Linked DNA regions of Mus musculus: regions 1, 2, 3, 4 and 6 are each linked to region 5. The links are chromatin contacts, called in public Hi-C and promoter capture Hi-C maps. All regions are on one chromosome and are shown on one strand. Each heading gives the region's core, a stretch centred on a gene start, on an enhancer-like site or on the middle of the called end of the contact. The rest is flanking DNA. Distances are from core to core; before and after follow the strand shown.

What was found. Promoter capture Hi-C pulls out the DNA fragments that hold promoters and counts their contacts. A called contact is a pair of places that touch in the nucleus more often than the background predicts.
Region 1: a contact with region 5 is called in a promoter capture Hi-C map of pre-B cells, with 2.7 times the contacts expected there. The contact joins the promoter of Pef1 here to the promoter of Trnau1ap in region 5. A contact is called at or near these places in 2 of 39 promoter capture datasets (liver and pre-B cells).
Region 2: a contact with region 5 is called in a promoter capture Hi-C map of pre-B cells, with 4 times the contacts expected there. The contact joins the promoter of Ptp4a2 here to the promoter of Trnau1ap in region 5. A contact is called at or near these places in 2 of 39 promoter capture datasets (cranial neural crest and pre-B cells).
Region 3: a contact with region 5 is called in a promoter capture Hi-C map of liver, with 5 times the contacts expected there. The contact joins the promoter of Ccdc28b here to the promoter of Trnau1ap in region 5. A contact is called at or near these places in 3 of 39 promoter capture datasets (liver and pre-B cells) and 1 of 9 other capture datasets (liver).
Region 4: a Hi-C map of B cells shows a contact between it and region 5, with 7 read pairs. The contact joins the promoter of Kpna6 here to the promoter of Trnau1ap in region 5. A contact is called at or near these places in 1 of 484 Hi-C or Micro-C datasets (B cells) and 1 of 115 datasets of contacts at active chromatin or transcription factors (large pre-B cells).
Region 6: a promoter capture Hi-C map of liver shows a contact between it and region 5, with 4 times the contacts expected there. The contact joins the promoter of Zbtb8os here to the promoter of Trnau1ap in region 5. A contact is called at or near these places in 3 of 39 promoter capture datasets (hippocampal neurons, liver and pre-B cells).

What each region holds. Positions count from the first base shown.
Region 1 is chr4:130,106,154-130,108,853 of GRCm38.p6, reverse strand. It overlaps Pef1 (penta-EF hand domain containing 1), which reads right to left and starts at 1,298. Exons shown (of 5, transcript NM_026441.4): 1 at 1,204-1,298. The coding sequence starts at 1,227. It overlaps Gm40258 (a long non-coding RNA gene), which reads left to right and starts at 736. Exons shown (of 2, transcript XR_868200.3): 1 at 736-1,253.
Region 2 is chr4:129,819,146-129,821,845 of GRCm38.p6, reverse strand. Ptp4a2 (protein tyrosine phosphatase 4a2) reads right to left here and starts at 1,367. Exons shown (of 6, transcript NM_008974.4): 1 at 1,245-1,367.
Region 3 is chr4:129,622,616-129,625,315 of GRCm38.p6, reverse strand. It overlaps Ccdc28b (coiled coil domain containing 28B), which reads left to right and starts at 1,408. Exons shown (of 6, transcript NM_025455.2): 1 at 1,408-1,502; 2 at 2,529-2,700. The coding sequence starts at 2,553. It overlaps Gm34305 (a long non-coding RNA gene), which reads right to left and starts at 2,530. Exons shown (of 4, transcript XR_376684.4): 1 at 2,114-2,530; 2 at 1,563-1,682; 3 at 1-1,427.
Region 4 is chr4:129,671,321-129,674,020 of GRCm38.p6, reverse strand. It overlaps Kpna6 (karyopherin (importin) alpha 6), which reads left to right and starts at 1,254. Exons shown (of 14, transcript NM_008468.4): 1 at 1,254-1,344. The coding sequence starts at 1,341.
Region 5 is chr4:132,328,252-132,330,951 of GRCm38.p6, reverse strand. Trnau1ap (tRNA selenocysteine 1 associated protein 1) reads left to right here and starts at 1,414. Exons shown (of 9, transcript NM_027925.3): 1 at 1,414-1,599; 2 at 2,386-2,483. The coding sequence starts at 1,573.
Region 6 is chr4:129,334,610-129,337,309 of GRCm38.p6, reverse strand. Zbtb8os (zinc finger and BTB domain containing 8 opposite strand) reads right to left here and starts at 1,342. Exons shown (of 7, transcript NM_025970.4): 1 at 1,171-1,342. The coding sequence starts at 1,267. It overlaps Rbbp4 (retinoblastoma binding protein 4, chromatin remodeling factor), which reads left to right and starts at 1,940. Exons shown (of 12, transcript NM_009030.3): 1 at 1,940-2,092; 2 at 2,666-2,700. The coding sequence starts at 2,077.

The DNA of each region.
Region 1 (2,700 bases), core at 49-2,548, 2.2 Mb after region 5:
TGAAAGGCCCAAGAAGGTTGATCCCCAAGACCCACATGATAGAGAAAAAAATAATTCCTGTGCATGTGCACATGTGTAGCCGCCCTCTCCCCACCCCCAACACACACACAAAGTAAATGTAAGAAATGCTATATAAACCACATAGGCCTTTAAATATCTTTTAGTCTGTGACTATGGCCAATCAAAGCTTGGTAATAACCCATTTGACTTTGCATTCCACTTTCCATACATGAGACTAATCTCTTAAACTACTCTGTGATCAGGACGATTATTTTGTCCAAATTATTTCGAAGTGAGGGGCCTGCTTTGAAAACTCCTACAAAGTGATGTTACACTTTACCGTATAGCATAGCATATGCCTACAGGAATCACATCGTTCTTCCTAATAACTCTGTGAGGGGTGGACTCTTACTACTTGGTCCATTTTATGAGAGGAAACTGGATCAGGAAAAAAAAAAAAAAAAAAAAAAGACTTAAAACTAATGCGGCAAAGATCTGGCTCCACTTTTAACTCAAAACTGCATTTGGCACCTCTATGTCACCTAATTCTGGCCACAAAATAAATCACACTGAAATGATGTTCCCGGCTGGTTCAAGGCAGGCTAGAAAGGAAGGAAGAAGCAGTTGCAGACAACCCAAGTTCTGACCTTGGCTCTGCTGCCTAACTACTTGGTAACTTAGATAAACTCCATATCTTCTCTGGGTTTCACTTTTCCTACGTGTGAAAGGACGCTGGACAACCGTGAGGGGTGTAATCTCACTTCTGGTACCTCCTACCACTGATTGTCCCGAGATTATTCGGTCGCAGGACGGTGCTGAGAGAGTCGGGCAACTTGTTTTTATCAAGTTACGCCCAGAAAGACTCCAAGGGAAAAAGAGCTCTAAACGCCTCGAGAGCACAGAGGACTCCGCCCCACGGAGACCTGAGTTAAGCACCCTGGTCCGGTTCAGCCCGGATCAATTCACAGCAAAACCCCCAAAGCCAGTTTTGCGCAATATAAACAACCCCTCGAGTGGTCCTATGTGACGTAAAACGAGCGCGACGGACTGGCCCTCCTGTTTCTCGCTCACACAGAGTCTTGTTGAAGTAAACCTCTGCGTGAAAAGGCTGCGGATCAAGTGGGGAGAAAGAGCCGAGGATGGAGAGTGGTACCGGATCTATAGACAAGCCCAAATATTGACGCAGGGGCCACTACAACTCACCTGTCCGTTTGGATAGCTGGCCATGGCGGTTATGACGTCACACAACTGTGGTAGGCGGAGTTTCCTGCTCCCAATGCCGCTCCTGGTTGGATTTTGGGGCGGGTCCGATTGTGATTGGACGGACAGGCTGTCAATCTTCCGGTCAACAAACGGAAGTCACAGGCGGTGAGCTGGTACCTTACAGAGGGCTGGGTAGGAGTGTCCGGAAGTGTTGTTGACCGTAGTGGCTCGTTTGTTTTTATTTTTCGTGACCTGCAGCGGACCTCGGGCCTGGCCAGCTGTAGTTATCTAATGGGGAGACTTGGTCAGTTGTTTCTGTGGTGGCCATATTATAACCTGGCAAGGCCATATTATAACCTGACGCATATTAGTTACGTCACTGTCGTGATCACTTTACTTCTAACGCCCAGGCGGTTGCCATGGCTACTGAGAACTTAAGCCTTTCCTGGAATGCAGGTGCCATTTAGAACGTGGGTACTAAACAGACCCGTGGACAGTGGAGAAAGGTCAGACCGCCAGAAGAGAAGGAAAATTAAGATGTCACGGTGCTCCTATCTTTATGTATGGGGAAACTGAGGCTCAGAAAGGCAATGACTTAGTTACCTAAACTCACAGTGAGTTCCTCAGCAAAGTACGGCCTAGAACTAGTGTCAGTAGATGACTAGGTCTCAACAAGGAGGTTTTATTCCCTCTGTAGGTCAAATCACAGTTCCTAAGTTACCAACTTTCCTGTACTTGGCTCTTGGGGTTTAGGTTCTAAACTTGGTTGCATGTTTATTTGATTAGTTACATTCCCACGTGGCCGGGCCTGGTGGCACATGCCTTTAGTCTCAGCAGGCAGAAGCAAGCATACATACATAGACAGTTCCAGTCTAGCCATGGCTGCATAATGAGGCTCTGTCTCAAACAACAACAGCAGCAGCAGCAACAACAAAAACTCTCATGTGGACAAGAATTGTGTTTGATTTGCTTATAATTGTATCCCCAGTATCTACAGTGCCAACACTATACTTTTTAAATAAAAAGTCCTGAGCTTTCAATCTAGCCAGGCACTTTCCACAGTCCCACTGCTGATCGTGGTACTGGCCATAGGACAGTCTGCAAAGCACGGTCCTCATCCTTACCTGCAGAGGAAGACAAGTCTGGTGATCCAGTTCCTTCGTGATCTGGCCCAGCCTTACCCACCAGCGCCCCGCTGGCTTATTTCTTTGCTCAGCTTCCCCCTCAGCACTGGCGTTAGTGAGCAGATCCTGTTGTTCGTTTTCTTTTTTAAACAGTTTCTAGCTGTGTGATCTTGAAGAAGTCATTTAACCTCTCTGAGTCACAGTTTTCTGGAATACAACTTAGGAAAATGCTAACTTAAAAATGAACTAGTCACAGCCTCTCACACTCAGGGTTACAACACTCATTCATAAAGACCAATGGCCTCTCACATCTACTCCTCCTGTCCCACCCTCTCTTTAACACCTCCCCCCATGGCTCCCAGCTCATTAGCCA
Region 2 (2,700 bases), core at 118-2,617, 2.5 Mb after region 5:
TTATATACCTATACCTTTAACACTTGGGAGAGACTTGAGGCAGGAAGATCAGAGTTCAAAGCCAACCTGTTATGAAGCATTTGAGATGATACCAAATCAAGAACCTATTTGGAACTTCTAAAAGTCCAATAAAACAAATGAAACAAAAGAACTTCTTCTGCATCCCCCATAGAAAAAGTCCATTAACAATTCTTTCCGATCATCCGATCCAAAACTAAGAGTGTCAGGATCAAAAAACGAAGCTCTGATAATGTGAGTTCTTCTATAGTCTTAGTTTCCTCTTGCACACTAACAAGGCTCAACTTCTCTCACTTCCTGTCTGAAACAGCTCAGTAACACAGAGCGGGGAAGCAAGTAAATACCATATACTAATCCAGCAATAGCGACTCCAAACTGAAACATTTGCTGAATGCCTACAATGACGCTAGATTAGTCACTTTATACTTCGTGACAAATCCAAGGGCAGAAACTAAACTATGGCACTTTATCGATATTTATGACCGTTTCTTAGGCGCTTTTCTGCAGAAGGATACGAGAGAGTCACAGATAAAAGATACCGCGGCTTACCTCATTAAATAGCCTTGACCTCAACACTGAGCATTTGCCAAAAAAAAAAAAGTTTACGCTTCCGAATACTTTACCGGCTAAAACTCAGACTCCGGGACAAGAGTCAAGCTTGGATGGTTAGCGCTGGGAAATGGGGGTGGGGAGGATGGCAAAGACATCTCTGGAAATTCATAAATTTACAATACATTTTTACGAAAAGGGGAAAGAACGCCAGAGATCAGCGTCACGGGAGACTCAGACCCTTTTCTCTTACTTGACTGCAACTCAGGGATCCCACGCTTGAGTGAATTAAGTCCCTGGACGCGAAGGGTTCCCTATCAACACAAAGACCAAGGGGCCTCCAGGATGCCTGTGCTCACGCGCCGGACAAACGCAGGCGCACCCCTGCACACCACCTAGTCCGCCACGCTCCTCCTCGTCCCCACTCGCTCTCACCACACCTTCGCCCCCACAAGGACACATGCTGCCCGCACACGCACCTTCTCCCGCATTCTTCTACGCTCTCTCGCTCTCTCGCTCGCTCACCCCACCTCGAGCCGCGCTCCCCGCCCCTGGCCCGGCCCGGCCCTCCTTCCGGGGACGTGTCTCGGGCCTGCTCTAATGGCAGCGGCGCCTCCCGCCCTCCCCTGCCCGAGGCCCGGGCGCCGCGCGGGGCCGCCCGGGAGGGGCGCACTCACGCTGGCAAGCTGGGGACTGGGCATTGAAGGCCGGCGGAGGCGGGAGCGAGGAGGCGCCTCTCTCCTCAGTCACCTCGGCGGCGGCGGCGGCGGCGGGAGCGGCGGCGGCGGCGGCGACGACTCCCCCCCAGCCTCGGCGCGCGACACCCGGCCCGGCCCGGCGGCGGCGGCGGCGGCGCGTGTCCACGAGTCCGTCTTGCTGCTGCTACTGTTGCTGCCGCGACCGCCGCTGTGTTCCCCCCCCGCTGCCGCCGCTGCCCCCGCTACCGCCGCTGCCCGCTGGCGTCGCCTCGCGCCGTGCCCGGCCGCTGCTGCCGCTCCAGCCGCTCCCGGACGAACGACGGTTACAGCCCGGCCGATCGCGCCGCCGCCACCACCGCTGCGCGCGCAGCCGGACCAGCTCCCGCCGCCGCCCCTCAGGGGGCGCTGCGGGGCGCGGCGCGCGCGGCGCAGCCACGCCCTCGGAACCGATGATTGGCTGCCGGCGGCTCGCGGCGGTTGGCCCCACCCACTCTGCCTACAGAGCTTTGACCCACTGCCCTGGGCGCCTCCCGCGCTCCGCCTCCGCGTGGCTTGCTGCGCTCGGCACTGGGGGCGACGGAAGGCGTATACATGTGACCGGCGCGGGGTGGGGGTAGCGGGGTGACGAACGTGGCTGAGGGAAGCGCCCGCCCACTCTGCGACTCGCCCATCCGCACCTGGGTCTAAGTTAGCGCCTCTGGCCACCCAGTGACCCGCAAGGTCGCGGGCGGATTCCGGATCCCGGGAGGCGCCTCGAGCCAGATCCCGCTGGGTCTGGGACTGGGACTGGGCGGCAACCGGGGCCTGAGCTCGGGGATTTCCAGCTCAGAAGTGGGGAACCGAGTACCTTATACTTGGCTGTCCTTCCTGGAGGCCTCGAACATCTCTGCGAAGTCTCTCTGCCCTGCTCCCCAGACCTCTATCGGGCAAGCAACACACAGACTCTTTAGATACGGAAATGCAGAATTAAGGAAAAAGTTTTTTCCTAGGTATTCTCAACTATTAAGCGGAATACTGTCTTCACAGCACAGATACTCTTCAATACTTAAATAAAGTATGAAGAATGGGCGTGATTAAAAAAAAAAGTCTGGCGGTGGTGGCCTATGCCTTTAAACCCAGTTCAAGGCCAGCCTGGTCTACAGAAAGAAAGCACCTCTAGAATTGGAACTGGGAATAGAACTCTGGGAAAAGCTTGCCTTGCATGTGAGGCCCTAAATTCAACTCTTGGGAGCCTCAAAAAAAAAAAAAAGTTTGAGTTGGATTTTAACAGTTTTGAAGATTATCTTAGAGATTCTCTAATGGAAGGAGGTTTTTTGTGTTGTGTTGTTTTGTTTTGTTTTTGTTTGCCTTTTGCTTTTGAAACCTGGCCAGAAGTTATAAGCCAGTTCATGCATCTTGATTTCTTGTTTGGAAAATGTGGTTACCCGGTGAGTTG
Region 3 (2,700 bases), core at 159-2,658, 2.7 Mb after region 5:
GAGGGCCTTGAGGACCTATTGAAGGAAGGTGTTCACACAGCTGAGTAAGGGGTAGGAAGCTACTGGGTCTGTGCTCTCGCCCTCCTGGGGAAATGCGCATGCGCGCGGCCTTAGTAGTTCCCTAATTCAGCTGGTTTCCTCTAAGGGACACTGTAGGTGGCCTCAGCCAGCACCAGGTCTCTGGGTTGGTTGGGCAGAAAAGATGGAACTGCTCAGCTTTATAGGGGCTGTCCCTTGATTCCTTCTAGCCAGAAGCGGTAGACAAATTGATTCTAAAAGTCCTCCAGTAGGGGTGGAGAGGATTCCTTTCCTGCCTCCGCATCAGGAGCTTGCAAGCGCAAGTGGCTCCGCAAAAGCTTCTGGCTCCTCAGGGAAGCAGCTGAAGGTGGCAACCCCGGGTGCTCCTGGGCCCACTGTCACTTTGATGAACGAAGCTGGCACCCTGCTCCAGCAGCAATTCTGAGAGGAAAGGGACCTTCCAGCGTGCTCCCCTCCCTCCGGTTCTTGGTTGTTTAGAAGTCTTGGATTAGAGTTGCTTCCTAGAGCAGTTTGCATGTTAACAGCACCTGGAAAAGATCCCAGAAGCAACACCTCTGGGTGCCCACAGCCAGGGAAACCTACTGTTGTTGCTAAAGGAAAAGGGAAGATGGATGCTTTGTTGCCTAGGTCGCTTTAATTTGAGCCTGCTGGGCAGCCTGACACCCTCTCCTGTGGCATCGGATGCTGTTCTGGAGATCTGAACCAGACTCCTCTGCCAGATCTTCAAATAGCCTCATTGGTGGGACCTCCCTCCTCCAGCAGCACAACCGCCAACAGTTCTGGGCCAGCCTCCTTCCGGAGCTCTCACGCCCCACCTCCTGCCAGCCTGCTTGGGATCCTATTTGCTCTGGTTCGGAGGTGGGGAGAGGCCCTGTCAGTTCTTCAGCGCTTACAGGCTAGGAGTATCTGGATGTCACAGGACAGCGACCGTGCCCAGGAATGAGTGACAATTGATTATTTTCCGTAAAATCGGGATAACAGTTATGTCTCAGGATTGAATGTACATAAAAGGCTTAACAGGGTGCTGGGTACTGATTGTCTTTGTTCCTTCTGGTGTCCGCCCCTCATTTTCCCGTATACTTATATATTGCCTCTGCCCACACATTCATTTAGCCCCATCATTTCCCTACCACCCCTGCTGCAAACAAAGCCACCACCATTTTGTAAGGGATCCCCTCCAAACGTGACAAGAAAAGGAAATGATTTTAAATCCATATCCCGTAACTAACAGTGCTCCTTTAGTTCTTGTGGGAGGTAGGGAAGGGGAACTGTTAAATCGACGGAAGTACTCTCCTCCGGCTCCGCTCCCAGGGAATCCAAAGAGGGCTACTTTCTCTTTAAATGCAAATCATCTCCAGCCAGCTTAGCTCCCTCCAGCTCCAGTTCCCCTGAGGAGAGAGAAAGCAGGGTGAAGGGAGATTGCAAAGAAGCACTGTTTCACACTCCAGACCCCAAACTTCCAGGTCAGTAGAACCCCAAGGGGGCGAGAAGGGAGTGAGGAGGATGGGGGCGGGGTGCCGCACCTGATGCTTGTTTTTTGAAGCCCGAATTGAGAACTGAATCTTTCCTTAGGCACATCTCAGGCGGATCACAGTCGCTCTGGCTGCCGCTTCCATCAGGTCTCTTACTGGGTCACACTGCTGCTACATGGAGAGAAAAAGAGTTCTGTCTCCCACCACCACCACCCCCCACCCCACCCCCGAGCCCCACTGATGCCACCCAGCTGTTCCATGCCAGCTTAAACGCTTAATGTTCCGATTTGACCATCGCCCTCTCGGAAGTAAAGTGAGGGAGCTGAGACCTCCCCTGGAGAGGACCTCAGCAGACCAGATACCTAGGTGATGGGGCTGTAGGGGAGTCAAGCTAAGCTAATCAAGTCAGAGTTACATTGTTGGAGGTCTAGCCCCTAAAGACTTTCTAACTAGAAAAAGAAGAGACTAGAAGCTGTCCTGGGAACTTCTGGGCAGCCCTGGCATGTGTAGTTGAAGTGAAGTGGAAGAGAGGCCAGTGATGAGCCGGCTATTCCTGGTCCATATGATTGACACCAGGGTATTTCCAGGTGTCCCTGCCTTACCTTGGTTGCACCTCATGCAGTTAGTCAGTATCCGCTGCCATATACAGACCGTTGCCTAGCAAATGGCCTCCTGATCCTCAGCTTGCTCCCCTAGTCACATCCACCCTGTCTCCTGAGCATCTTCCTCTACAGCCCCAGGCTCTGGGCTGTAGTGACAGGAAAACAGCAAGATGACCCTGGTCTGGGCCAGCCCTCTCCAGCAGGCAGATGGGGCTGTCAGGAAGAAAAGGGCTTTGCTGGCCTTGGGAGGTCCTTCAGATGCATAGCTACAGTCCAGCAGCAGGCTGGCATATGACCCTGTACAGACAAGAGGACAGAGCTCCTGACTGATGGACAAAGATACATCTGAAGACCCTTCCTCTCAGACGAAAGAGGGTGCTGAGTGAAGGGATGATTTTGCCCCCTTCCTTCCCAGACCTGAGGTCCAACACACCACCCAATGGAAGACAAAAAGAAGAAACGGAGTCCTAAGCCCTGCCTGACCCAACCAGCACAGGCCCCAGGCACACTGCGCAGAGTCCCTGTGCCCACCAGCCACAGTGGCTCCTTGGCTCTGGGACTCCCTCATTTGCCATCACCCAAGCAGC
Region 4 (2,700 bases), core at 5-2,504, 2.7 Mb after region 5:
AAGACAGATGGGGCAGAACGATTTTGGAGATAAGTGAGATAAGGAGGTTGATTATTGTGATAACAGTATTCCTTTTCCTCAAGTCATAGAATTTGACTTTTGAGTTGTTTCACTTTATCGGCCAGGCATTTGGTTAGAATTGGCAAGATTGGACGTAACCCCGGCTCTGTGTGTTGATGTGGAAGACTGGAATGCTATCATGCAAAATAAGGAGGTTAATAAGCATCAGCCCCAAATTCCTTGATTCAAAAGGCACGTGCTTCAAGGTCCTCATCACTAAAAAAGGGAGCTCATTGACCTGTTATTTATTTGTTTGCTTGTTTATTTGTTCATTTATTCATTCAATAGCTATAAGTCAGACACTGGAAGGTGGTGGTCATACTAGTCAGCAATATAGAACTGACCCTGTCATTAAAAGGTTACTGGGCTCTGCCCCTACCCCACCACACCCTTTTGCTGGAGAAACAAACTCCCTCTAGTGTGATAGCGCACACCTGTAACCTCAGCAGAGGGGAGGTGGAAGAAGGAGAATCTAGAGTTCAAGTCTAGGATATCTGAAACCCTGCCTCCCGTAAACAAACAACTGGTCTGGGAGCCTTTTACCTCAGCACTTGGGAGGCAGATAGGTGGATCGCTGTGAGTTTGAAGTCTTTCTGATTTATAAAGGTCCAGGCCAGCCAGAGATACATAGTAAAGATCCTGTCTCAAATGAACAAAAACAATATTCAAACCCCAGCTTAATCTCCACTCCTTTTCCTTATCTCCGGAGCCTTGAACGAATCACTTCCTCTCTCAAAATAATTATTTAGTTCAGGGTCTATACAGGCTTAATTATGAAGAATTTTTGGGAAAGAAGGTCTCGCCATAAAGAAGAAATAAAAACAGAAAGAGATTGGATCTCCAGGTCCAATCGTTCTGCCCCTTCTGCCTTTAAAACCACAGACAGCAAGGACCAGAGAGATGGCCCAGTGGTTTAAAGTGCTTGTGGCAACCGGGCGGTGGTGGCGCACGCCTTTAATTCCAGCACTTGGGAGACAGAAGCAGAGGCAGAGAGTTTGACACACTTTGTTTTGTACATATTCCTTCTAGTCTCCCTCCAGCCTCGGCTGTCTATTCCATCCCTAATTGCCATCTTTAGTGGCTGCGTTCTCTTTAAGCCCGCCCCTATCCTGATATCCCTTGGAGGGAAGGGGGCGTGAGGGTTAAGAACGCGTTTTAGCACGGTATAAAACGTTTGTCCCCGTCAGGCCGCCGTCCTGCAGGTCCGCCATATTGTCTGCCGAGGCTACCGCTGAAGCTACCGCTGCGGCCGCCGCCAAGTCCGAGCGAGCGGAGCCGCGATGGGTGAGTGAAGCGGCTCAGGAGATGGGTGTTCGGGCCGAGGTGTCGGGGAGCGGGGTCTGGCGAGGGCCTGTCTCTCGTCCGAAGCAGATGTCGGAAGCATCCAGAGAGGCATGGGAGGAGAAGGCAGATCGGGAGCGCCCCTCGGGCCAGTTTAGGGCTGGCGTAGGGCCGCCCGCACGGGGAGCAGCCCTGGGGGCTTGTTCCGCACTGCTAGCGTCCTGGGCTGTCCCCACGTGGTGGCCTCGGGTCAGAGCTCGCGCTTCCCGGGGTAAGCAGAGCCCTGCCCTCTCGCCCTGCGCCTGCCGTGGATCCGGGGGCCGGGCTCCGGGCTCCAGCAGCAGGCCTGGCCGCGGAGAGCCTGCTTCCTCGGGCTTTTGGACGCCGGGCTTCTGAACCAAGTGAAGTCCTAGCTGCCTACGTAGAGGGTAGAGTCCTCTGGAGAGGAGACCCAGGGCAGGCCAGCTCCGGCCCGGTAACCAAGGGCCGGCCGGGTCCAGCAGAGCTTGGGCCTTTGAAGGCCAGGAAAATGTCCCAGTCGGCGCAGGAATGGGGTGGTTCGGCTAGACTCAGTGACAGCCTTCGCAGTGGTAGAGAGACCAAAGCCAAGACTTCTTGGCACAGACAGGTCAGGGACTTACTGTTTCTGGGCCAACTCTGGTTAGGAGAAAAAGAGAGACCTGTTGATCTTTTTTAAAGAGCATTCCGGATACGAAAGCCGTTGCTCAAAAGAATACGATGATGGTCTTCGAATTCAGAAGTGAAACCAGTATTGGTAATTTGTTGGCATCAGTAAAGTGAAAAACTTTAAATTTGCCAATCTGTACGTGCAGACGTTATTGTCAGTGCTTAACGTGTCTTGTTTAACCTAATTGCAATCTAGTGGGATAGGTGCTGCTGTTATTCCTGTTTTGCAGATGGGGAAACTGAGGCTTAGAGTGGTAAAGTAACTTATCCAAGGTCACGCGGTGATTAAACCAGGGTGATCACTCCAGAGCCCTAGGAATTAACTGGTGCCTTTTATGGGCTGGCCCTCTAGTGGTGGGATGAGAGAGAGGGGGGACAGTTTTAACCCTGCGTAAAGTTGGGAAGTTGTGTTTTGATATGGGTCCAGTTTGAAATCTTTAGTCTGAATGAAAGTGGAAAAGTTTAGAGTGAATTGCTGACCTCCGCCTATTGTAAAGAGTAGTGCATTTCTAAAGTTTGCTATAATCTCTAATTCTGAGGAAACAGAAAAGACTTTCTCTGCCAGTGATTTCAGAATCAGATCTGGCCTGCCACTTCCCACCTCTCATCCAGTTTTCAAACAAAACTGTGCATAGAGAAGGCGTCTAACACACTGCAACAAGCCCTACGTTC
Region 5 (2,700 bases), core at 165-2,664:
TCTGAGAGGGACTCTGCTTTTATTGCTTACTCTGGGGGGTGGGGGGTAGGGGTCCTGATTGGTCCGTTTCAGAGGCTTCTTTTGAGTTGTAGCCTTCCCTGCAGGGTGGAGAGATGGCTCTGATCTGATTAATAGCACTAGTTGCACTTGGAGAGGACCCAGGTTCAATTCTCAGCACCCACATGGTGCTACACAACGATACTAACTCCAATCCCATGGGACCCAAAGCATTCTGTAGTCTCTGAAAAACTTTTTTTTTTTTTTTTTACATTTGTGTGTACATGTGTGTTTGTCAGGTTCAGTGCAATGCACTTTTACCTGCTGAGCCATCTCACCAGTGCCTTAGCATCATTCATACAGTAACAGAAGGGAACAGGAAATTTATACTCATAGTTGGCCTCTGGTTTTCAGACTTGAGTTCTTGGCTTGGGGAACTTTCTAAGTTAAAGGACTTAGGATGAACTTGGTTGTCAGAACCAATCTGAACGCACAGGACCTTCCCACTCTGCTAAGTTGGCTACCAACTGGATGTTGAAGCATGGATACAACCACCTTAGGAGCTCTCAAAAACCAAGTTTACTGAGGGTTCTGTAAAGGTCCGTCTGTGCTTTGTGGTAAAGTCTTGGTGAATTGGATTAGAATAATAAACGGGGAAGGAGCCAGGGTTGGTGTCCTTCACTTGTAAAACTAGCACTTAGGAAGCTGAAGCAAGATTGCCAAGAGTTTACAGCCAGCCTAGATTATATAGCTTGTACCAGGGACCAACATGAAAACTTGTCTCAAGGCAAAAAAAAAAAAAAAAAAAAAAAAGTGTGGGGCTGGAGCCAAAGCTCAGCCGTTAAGGAAGGAATGCTTTGAGAAGACTGGCGTTCATTAAACAAACAGGCAGAAGCAAGTAGATCTCTGACTAGAGACAGACTTAAACAGGTCAACAAGGATTACAGAGACCATGCCGACGCCGACTCTCCCCACCCCCAACTACACACAAAACGATGGACTTTGAGTGTACCATCAAGAACCGTCCTTTAGTTCTCTCCACCTCAGGGCTTTAAGAAAATGAAGAATCCCACTACATCTTCCAAAAAGTCCTCGCTGGGATGCAGGGCAAGAGGACCACTGTGCGGCCGCGGCTCCTCCACAGTCCCTCGGAAGCTTATCCTCCGCGCTCCCAGAGGGGTTTCGGTCACTAGCTGTCCTTCCGTTCTTATGCTTGGTATTCCCTACAGAGAGCAAACCTTAACTCAATAATTATAGACGCATTTGCGCGGTTTTATTAAAGAGCGGGGCAGTCCGCCCACAGAGACCCTCTTCAGAGCCGGTGCCAGCTAGGCCTACTGTGCCCCAGCCGAGGCCACGCCCCTATCCCGTGGAGCCACTCCCTAGCCCGTAGAAGCAACGCCCCCTGGGGGGGCCGGAAGCGGCGGACAGGTCGGAGGAAAACCCGGATCGCTCTGGCCGCCGAGGCAGCGTGTGCGCAGGAGGTGCTGCAGGCTTAGGCTCCGGGCGGGCCGGGTCGCGCAGACTGGCGCGGTTGCGCGCCACAGGCCCTCAGGGTCCCCGCCCGGGTGCGGGATGGCGGCCAGCCTATGGATGGGAGACGTGAGTCAGGGTCGCCCCTGCTCTGAGGGGAACAAGAGGGTCTCGAGTCGTAGGGGGAGGAAGGGCCTGAGAGCAGAGGGCCTTCGGATCCCAGAAGGGTGGCCGTGAACAGGAAGGGTTTTGGTGACAGCGGGAAGCTAGATGGGGTGTGGTGGCCAATGCCTTACTCCCTGCACTTGGCGAGGCAGGAAGATCGTCACCAGTTCGAGACTCCATAGTGAGTTCTAGGCCAGCTTGGGCTTCGTAGCGAGACCTATTCACCCAGTCTTTGAAAGTGGAGTCTGGGCATCAGAATGAAGATTCCTCAGATGCTGACTCTATGGGGTAGAGGGTCTGGAATCCCCCTTTCCAGTTTGGAAAGATTTGGAGTGGGATGATTTGGGCGGATGGAGTGGGAGGAACCCCAAGAATTGTTATTAGGACTGGAAGCACAGGGAGTTCTATAAAGGGGAGCTATTTTATTTGTTTTTGTTTTTTCTTTTGTTGTTTTTGAGATGGGGTCCTTCACATAGTTCTGTCTGTCCTGGAACTCGTTATGTAGACTCACAGACTCCACCTACCATTGCCTCCCTAGTGCTGGGATTAACGGTGTGTGCCACGCCTCCCAGCAAGGGGAGCGATTTGAAGTAAAGGAGTTGGTTGGGACCGTTCCCCATTGCGTGGTAGGAAGCTTGGCTCTCTAGTGCTGTAGAGGGGGGTCCTGGACAGAGTGGGAGGGGCTCCACCCCTTACAGGGCTCCGGGTCATGGGCCTGAGCCTCTCCTCTCTGCTCTGGTTTTTATGCAGCTGGAACCCTACATGGATGAGAACTTCATCTCTAGAGCCTTTGCCACCATGGGGGAGACCGTGATGAGCGTCAAAATTATCCGAAACCGCCTCACTGGGTACACCTCCCTTTTCATCTTTCCGTTCAGTTCTCGATTAATAGAGCCTGCTGCCACTGTTATTCAAGGGAATAAATATGGCGGGAGTAAGAGCTTCTCGCCATCCCTAGCAGTAGTGAAAGAACCACAGAGGGTGGCTTACAGAGCAGAAGCGTTGAGTATTTCAGGTGTTGAGTATCCCAGTGATTCAGGGCAGGATGCTGGAACCTATTTTTGA
Region 6 (2,700 bases), core at 93-2,592, 3.0 Mb after region 5:
GATCTGTTTAGCAACAATAATAATCTGGGCCAGGTGTGGTGGACCATGTCTGTGATTCCAGCACCAGGGAATCACCTAGTGAGTTCCAGGTCAGTGAGGGTTAGAGTGAAATCCTGTCACACACACAAAAAGGAAAGTACTTAACACTTTACTGGGGCATAGGTAAATTATACTCAATTCTTTCAACTTTTTAAAAAAGATGATACATTGCTATATAGGGTGGTTCTCAAATTTTTTAATCTCAGGAACCCTATACTCAAAGACTACTGTAGGGCAGAAGCCATTATAGCTCAGGGGTAGACTACTAGTCTAGGATGTCCATTAAAGACATAAGAAATTTCTTTATTTCTGAGACAGGGCCTTACTCTGTAGCTCTAGCTGTCCTGGAACTCACTATGCAGACCAGGCTGGCCTCGAACTTAGAAATCCGCCTGCCTCTGCCTCCCAAGTGCTGGGATTAAAGGCGTGCGCCACCACTACCCGGCTAAATTTTTTTTTTAAATATTTATTTATTTATTATATGTAAATACACTGTAGCTGTCCTCAGACACTCCAGAAGAGGGAGTCAGATCTTGTTGTGAGCCACCATGTGGTTGCTGGGATTTGAACTCCTGACCTTCGGAAGAGCAGTCGGGTGCTCTTACCCACTGAGTCATCTCACCAGCCCCCGGCTAAATTTTTATCTTTCAAAAAAATTTAACGTGATGCAAAAGTTGCAGTACGTAATAAGATCCAATCTTGGGCTGTGGACACACACGTACGCACGCACGCACGCACAGAAAAAGGTATGTCTTGATTACTCTAACCTGGTCACACTATTCCCTACTGGGAGAAACTCGAGGACAACCCAGAAATCACTTAAAAATACAACTAATGCACAAGTATAATTTACAATGATAAATGTTGGACCAGCGCCACACCATTTAACTCTATCCCCAAAGGTAAGTGTGATTCAGGCACACATGGACTTTTAGAATGGATGGGGGCAGGGGATACGGCCTCGGGTTTCTTCATTCTCTAGTAAGGTGATCTTTTTCTTCACTTTCCCCCTAAATTGGGTCCAAAGAGGGGCACACTGTGATCACGCCAGAGCACCTTTAGGGCAAAGAAGTGGGCGAAGCAGGAAGCCGCAGGTTGTCCGAATGCAAGAGATGTGGGCCACCTACTCACATTCATATTTTCGATTGACTGGAGGATACTTGTCCTTGGTCGCCTTCTGTTCCTCCGTCAAATTGTAATCTCTAACATCTTCCTCCTCTTGAGCCATGATTGCGGAGTTGGTACTCTTACTTCCGCCCTTCATCAGCCAGACTTCGGCCCCGCGCCATAACTTCCGCTCTACACCCCACCCCCTTGGCAGCGGGTCTAAAAGGACCAGGACTCCATTCTGCAAGCTCGCGGAAGGATATACCCGCTTGCGGCTGCCGGGCTGCCGGGCTGCCAGGCTCGGTCCTGCCGCTTTTATAACATGTTTTAGAGACCAGCATCTTATTTCCTGCACTCATCACTATTAGTACCGAGGGAGTCAGTTAAAAGACGCCACCTTGAATTAGGCACCTGTAAGTCTAAACGGTGATGCGTTTTCTCCTCGTCTGGCCCTCCGAGTTGCTAACCAGACCCGGAAACACTTCCAAATTCTTTCGCTACCCTGAGGGAGTTGTCAGCATAACGGCCTGCTAAGAAGATGGCTGCGCATGAGCGTGTAGGGTGTATGTCACGTGATCTGCACGGGCCTCATCCCGGCAGGCGGGGCGCGCGCGCAATCCGTGGAAGTCTCCGGACTGTGGTGGGGGGTGGGGGAGAGAGAAGGGGCGGAGCGCGCGCGCCTCGGGACTCTGGAGAAAACGACTCTCGAGCGTCTCCATAGGCCGCGAGGCGGATGCTCCGCCCACCCCTCAGACCCGCGCTTTCTCATTGGTCGGTGTTGGCGCGAAGGCACGCGAGCCGGCCCCCTACGCACGGGCCGCAGGAAACAATAGAGGCCGCGCGCGCGGAGTGGAGCGCTCGTAGCCTCCCCGCCCCTCCTGCAACGCACGACCCCGGGATCCCCCAACCCCTCCCGGCTCTCCTGCCGCCATGGCTGACAAGGAAGGTGAGTGTGCCGAGGCCGGCTCGGAAGGGACGGTGCTGGCTTGTAGGGCTGTGTCGTGGCCTGTTACGCGGCCTGAGACGGAGAGCAGGCCCGACTCTGGCGAGCCTCGTCCCAGCGACGCCGGCCTGAGGACTGAGCTCCCCGGCGGGGCGGGCTAACGGCGCAGCAGCTCCTCCGGAGCGGATGCGAGGCGACGCCAGGTCTCCGGCCTAGGCGACTACGAGGCTCCCTGCCGGTCCCTCTGCCTGCCGAGACTCGGGGCGCCGCTCTCCATCCCCAGGCTCGATGCGCAGGTCTCCTCCCCGGGTTTGGCGGACTTGGCGCGCGCCACCGTGCTTCGTTCGGGGTTGGACACCATCGGCCCCCGAAGGAGTAACGGAGTGTCCGGCTGGGGTGGCCCCAGGACTTCCGGCCCGCCGCGGCCGAGAGTGGCGTTGGTGCCCGCGACCTGGGAGATTAAGATGAATCTCCATTTCGTTGTCAAAATCCGGGCGCTACGCCGGTGGCTTGGAGAGGTTTGTGCCCTTTCCGTTTACGTTCGCTAACTTGATTTGTCTTTTAAAAACATTTTAGCGGCCTTTGACGACGCAGTGGAAGAACGGGTGATC